2 separate regions of the Arabidopsis thaliana genome follow, and region 1 is linked to region 2. The links are chromatin contacts, called in public capture Hi-C maps. All regions are on one chromosome and are shown on one strand. The core of a region is the stretch at or near the end of the contact, and the rest is flanking DNA. Distances in the headings are between cores, read along the strand shown.

The links. Capture Hi-C pulls out chosen DNA fragments and counts their contacts.
Region 1: a contact with region 2 is called in a capture Hi-C map of seedling, with 2.1 times the contacts expected there.

Annotation. Positions count from the first base shown.
Region 1 is chr3:16,458,658-16,461,520 of TAIR10.1, forward strand. It overlaps VPS24.2 (SNF7 family protein), which reads left to right and starts at 1,446. Exons shown (of 6, transcript NM_001161193.1): 1 at 1,446-1,557; 2 at 1,803-1,879; 3 at 1,969-2,071; 4 at 2,162-2,283; 5 at 2,370-2,564; 6 at 2,670-2,750. The coding sequence starts at 2,050. The coding sequence ends at 2,750.
Region 2 is chr3:16,258,610-16,261,655 of TAIR10.1, forward strand. AT3G44713 reads left to right here and starts at 1,596. Exons shown (of 3, transcript NM_148838.1): 1 at 1,596-2,540; 2 at 2,716-3,046. The coding sequence starts at 1,596.

The DNA.
Region 1 (2,863 bases), core at 196-2,695, 200 kb after region 2:
CTCGATCATTCCTAGAATAGTGGAAACGAATAGTTGGAGAAAGAGCCACAAAGTCTTGAATGGCTATTACATTTTCAATAATTCCTTCAACAAAAAACAAACAAACAACAGTCGCCAATGATTGCTCCATAGTTGTTACATAATGATTTGTTTATTAAAGTTGATAATAATTAACAAATCAATGATGACGTTACTAAAAATAAATAAAGCAATGACCCGATGGCTCCTTTTTCTTGTTGACAATGACTAATTCAAAAACAGTGTAATCAAACTGCCGCCATAAAAACAAAATCTTAAACAGTGTAAAAAAGCTTAAACTTCTCCTCATTTGATTTCATAATAAAAATGATTATGAAAAAAGAAAGGTTGTAACATAATCTTGAAATACTAGTCCATCATATAAATTAGGGGTGGATATTTTACCGAACCAACCGAACTCAAACCGACTCAAACCAAATCCAGGCTTAGACTCAAACTATTTGGTTATGATTTTTCTCAACCCAGGTCGGTTGGGTTTCGGTTAAAAACCAAACCGGACCGATAATTCAAGGCGTTTATTTATTTTCAATTGAGAAGAATCCAATTTCGTGAAAAGTATCAATTATTTATGTTTTTTAAACAAAAATTAACACTGAAATTTTGGCTAAGAAATTTTGAAGAGAGGTACTAGTTTAGCTTTAATAATTGAGTCAATCAAAAGCTACAAATGAACAATCAACATTGTATATCTCTTGATATATGCACGAATCAAGAGATATACAATGTTTAACCGGACCGATAATTCAAGGCGTTTATTTATTTTCAATTGAGAAGAATCCAATTTCGTGAAAAGTATCAATTATTTATGTTTTTTAAACAAAAATTAACACTGAAATTTTGGCTAAGAAATTTTGAAGAGAGGTACTAGTTTAGCTTTAATAATTGAGTCAATCAAAAGCTACAAATGAACAATATGCACGAACTCTTATTTTTTCTTTGTAAGAACTAAACATTTTGGATTCACTATATTTATATCCAAAATCTTCAATATTATTGTAGTAACAATATAATAGAAGTAATAAAAAAAAAACTGTTGTGGAATTGGAAAATCAAAAATTTCAGAAAGAAAGAAATCAAGAAAGTGATGAACATAATAAAGCGGAAGCAAAACATTTAGTCAGTAAGAAAAAATAAATTTGGGCCTGCCTTAATGCCTATCTCCAAATTTGGGCTTTCATTATTGGTGAAACGAAGAAGCCCAAATGTTGACCTATTTTATAAACACTGAAAACATTCGTACTCAAAAGTGAAATTTTAAAACTTTGAGGGCTCTTTGTCAATTGTTCATGGATTCATCTTCTCTCTTTGAAGTTTGAACTTTGAACTGAAGAAACAGAATTTGAAATGATACAAAGTTCAAAGCTTTTGGAATTGCAAAATCAAAAGTTTCAAGAAGTAAGAAAGAAATGAAGAGAGTGATCAGATTCTTTAAGCGGAAGTCTGATCCTAAGCAAAAGCTTCGAGATTGGCAACGAAAGCTACGATAAGATGTCCGTGACATTGAACGACAAATTCGAGGTTCTTGTTGCTTTTTTCTCTTGTATTTGATCAGATTCTTAGGAAAGTTTCGAAATTTGAGGAATTTAGTTAGTTATATGATGATTTATATTGATGGGTTTAGGGTTTTAGATTAAAGATCCAATTTTTGAGAATGACTATTAAAGTATGTTCCTTTCGTACGAAATTGCTTCAATTTGATAATTTGGATTTAGGGTTTAGTGTTTGAGGATTAGGGTTTATACTGAGTGAGAGTTTGCTTTCAGATATTGAGAGAGAAGAAAGAAATGTGCATAAAGCTATCAAAGACTCGGTAAAGCGGAATGATTTGGTCACTGCTAAGGTAAAGTATGAAACTTTATTAGTAAATCTGATTCAATGGTGGAAGAAATTGGAGTTTTTAAAGTGTTTCTCTGCTTTGTGTGTTTAAAGGCACTTGCTAGGGAAATAGTGAGTTCTAGAAGAACGGTTAAGCGGCTATACGAGAATAAAGCGCAGGTGAATTCTATTTCAATGCATCTTGGGGAGAGTATTGGTAATGATCAAAAGCTTTACTTGGTGGTTTTCATTGTTGTTATGTGATATGTTTTTTAGATTGTTGTTTACGTTTCTTTTTGTGTTGCAGCTACTGCGGTAACTGTTGGGAATCTTTCGAAGAGTGGTGAGGTTATGAAGCTTGTTAATAGTCTAATGAAAGCTCCAGAGATTGCTGTGACAATGCAGGCATTTAGCAAAGAGATGACCAAGGTAGTTAATAAACGCTTTTGAGTTTCGTTCTCTATGTTGTTCATATTATGTATATGTATCTTTCTCTAATGTGTGGATTTATGTAGACTGGGGTTATTGAAGAGTTTGTGAGTGATGCTGTGGATAATGCCTTAGATTCTGAGGATATTGAAGAGGAGATCGAGGAAGAGGTTGATAAGGTATTGACTGCCATAGCAGGAGAGACTGCAGCTGAGCTCCCGGAAGCAGTTAGGAAGCAAAAGATGAATGTTCCAGCTCAAAAGGCGGAAACTTTACACGGGGTAAGAACTCTTGCAGTTGAATGATTGCAAGTACATGAAAAAAGATGGAATAGTTACAGAGAGGAAGAGATCAAATCTGAAAAGGGAACGTATAATGTATTGCAGGAAGATGCAATTGTAGAAGGAGTTGATGCTGAAGAAGAACTAGAGGCCATTAGATATCGGCTAGCCAATGTTAGATCATAGCTGATATATACTGGATCATACTTGTGACTTTTTTCTTAACCGTTCTCTCTTATTGCATGGTCGATCTTTTGGTCAGTGATTGTGCGATTTGTATAGACACTAAAGAAAGTTGA
Region 2 (3,046 bases), core at 346-2,845:
TAAACTATTTATAATAAATAACTAATTTTTAAGTTTTCCATACATATACATTAATATAACCCTTAAATGTAAAGTCTCGCGTTGAGATTAAACATATCATACATCCATCACCCATTACTTCTAGAGAAATATCAATGGATATGCATAGAAGATTCAAAAATTAAGAATCTATGCATGATTTTTTTTTATTTAGTTCTCTTTCATCTGACTCAATTTAATAACAAAATATCCTTTGTTACATATCCACGCGCGATAACAACAAAATTATCAGATAAAAGTTTAGGAATAATATGCTCATTAATTTATCTTTTTAGGTTTAATTTTGGTGTCATTCTTTTTTCTCATCACTAGATTACATGATCTTTTATCTCTTATTTGTTTTCTGGTAACAAAACATCATATTTGATGTAAATCTGATTTTCAAAGCTTTGAAATCGACATATTTACTTAACAAAAATTTTATGCTAACAAAACAAAACTGTGAGATATTTTGCTAAATGAAACATTAGTACGTTACAATTATTTTTACCGTACTTTTATGTCATAATGAATGAAAGAAAAAGAAATATTGAAAAGTTTATATGATATATTGTATAACTTAGCATATTAAAAATAAATCTAACACATTACTAATTGTATACCTCTTTAACATTTTTTTTATCGCGATATCATATGTTTTAACATGATATATTTCTTTACTTACATGTATATATATTATTATCACGTTAACTTAATAGATAATCATCAATTTATAATATGTTATTCCTCAAGTATTTGATGATAAGAATATCGATAACTATTTTATTACATTGCTAAATAATTTGATATATGTGATGAGGGCATTTTCGTCCAACTTACATAAATATAGAGAGAGAACTAATAATACAAAAAACAATGATATATTCTTAATTTTTGATTTATCTGGGCATATAGATTAATATAGCCCTTACTTCTATAAACAACAATTCACATTAGCCTTTGACGCACCAAATTAATGGACTAACACTCGGTAGTCACAACTCGATGATATTAGACATAGAAACTACTTTGAGTGTTAATAAGAGAGGCAATATAGCCACGAAAATGTTGAAGAAGTTGAGAAGAACCTAATTATCTCTTAAAGATCCCTACCATTGGACATGATAATTTTAAAAGCTTCAATGAAGATCATTAACTTTAGAATTTTCAAAATTTAAAATTAGAAAATTGGTAAGAGCCCCTCATGACCTCTTACCATTGCGGATTGTGATACGTTCATGAGAAGTTGGCACGTGTGAGAACTAAAGTGAGAGATTGGAGTCACGTGTGAAGAAGCTTATAAATAGTAAGAGAGAGTAGAGAGAAAAGGATCCTGCGTGATCATTGATGTGTAAAGAGGATTAGAGCTTTATGTGCTCTGTTCTTGGGAGATAAGATTGAAGAACTGTAACTCCAAGCTTATCGATTTAGGGTTTGTTTCATTGTAATTGGGATTTTAAGGATAAGAAAGAGAGATTCATAGTTTCATTCTTATCAAATGGTGCGTTAGTGTGCTCGGATCGAATCGAACGCAAGAAGATTAGGGTTTCAAAAGTTGGGGATTTTTGTCAATCGCAATGTGTCTTGAGGGATTTCCCACCTTCAATGGTGTGACTCATGAATTGCGATCATGGATTTCATGGTTGGAGGATTTCTTTGTTTGGGAGAATTTTACGGACGACGAGAAGATGAATCTTGCACAGAGTCTTATCGAAGGAGAAGCTGAGGCGTGGTTTTATAGGAGACAGAAGATGATTCTTTTTCGATCTTGGGAACATTTGAGGGATTGTTTGGTGCTGAGATTCGGCGACAGAAAAGATCTGGAACTAATCAGATTGCTTGCCAAGCAAGATCAATTTTTAAAGGAAAGGAGAGACGAATCGAAGATCCGGAGGATGAAGAATACATCGGTCGATCCACAAGAAGCAACTCCTTCAATGGCCACGATTCAAGAAACGATTCCAGTGGAGAAATTACATAATTCTCTGGAGATCACTGACAAATCTTTGAATCAAGTTGATGAAATCTCAGTTGAGAAAGGATCGAAGAATGATGCGACATTGCTAAGTCCACAGCTACTTGTTTCTGATTCTGAAAATTTGAGGAACAACGAACTTATGGCAATAAATTCAGTGGTGGAAAACTTAGAAACTGTAGTGATTAAGACAAAGATTCAGAAGAGCAGTAAAATGGATGTGGTTAACGGTGATGTTGGGAGAATTCAACAAGTGAGTATAATGAAAAGTTGTTCTGCACACAAGATGTTCGATAAAATGTCTCCACTTAAAGAACGACTGGAAACGAAGAAGAAAATGAAAGGATTAAAATCTTGGATGTTCAAATACAAGGCTGAGAAGAGAAGAATTAGGAAACTACACAATCAGGGCTGGTTACGCACTTGGATCAAAAGCTTGAAATACAAGTTTGAGAAAAGAATAATTGAGAAACGAAACGATCATAGCTGGTTATACAATTGGAGTAGAAGAGTGACTTGTAGGAAAATCAAGAGTGCAAAACTACAGGTTACTTCAGAACTAAAGGAATCTAATTCATTGTGGGACAATCGAGAAGTTTTGGTTTTGTGCGCGCAAAAGGAAATGCAGACTGCTTGTTAGCTTTGGAGAATCTACTGCAAGAGTGTTTACCATACACCAAATTTTTCAAGCTCCACTTGAGAGGGCAATTCTTCCTACGAAGGGACATAAACAGGTTCTAGAACAATTAGGTGACACACTTGGAGAGGTTGATAAGGTAGCGTTGCAATCTGATATTGGCGCTAATGTCTCTAAATCAAAAAAATATTGTGAGTCAATCACATGGATTAAAGACCATAGAGTGGAAGACATTAATGAGCAAGCTGTTGCTTATGGAGAAGCTTTCATGATATCTCTAACTGAGACGGATGTATTGCAGTCTTCTTGGGAACACCAAATGAATTCTCACATACCTACAAGACTACTAAGTAGAAGGAAACAGAGGAAGTGCTTTAAGTCTTGGAGATTTAAGTTCAAACAGGTGAAAGAAGGAA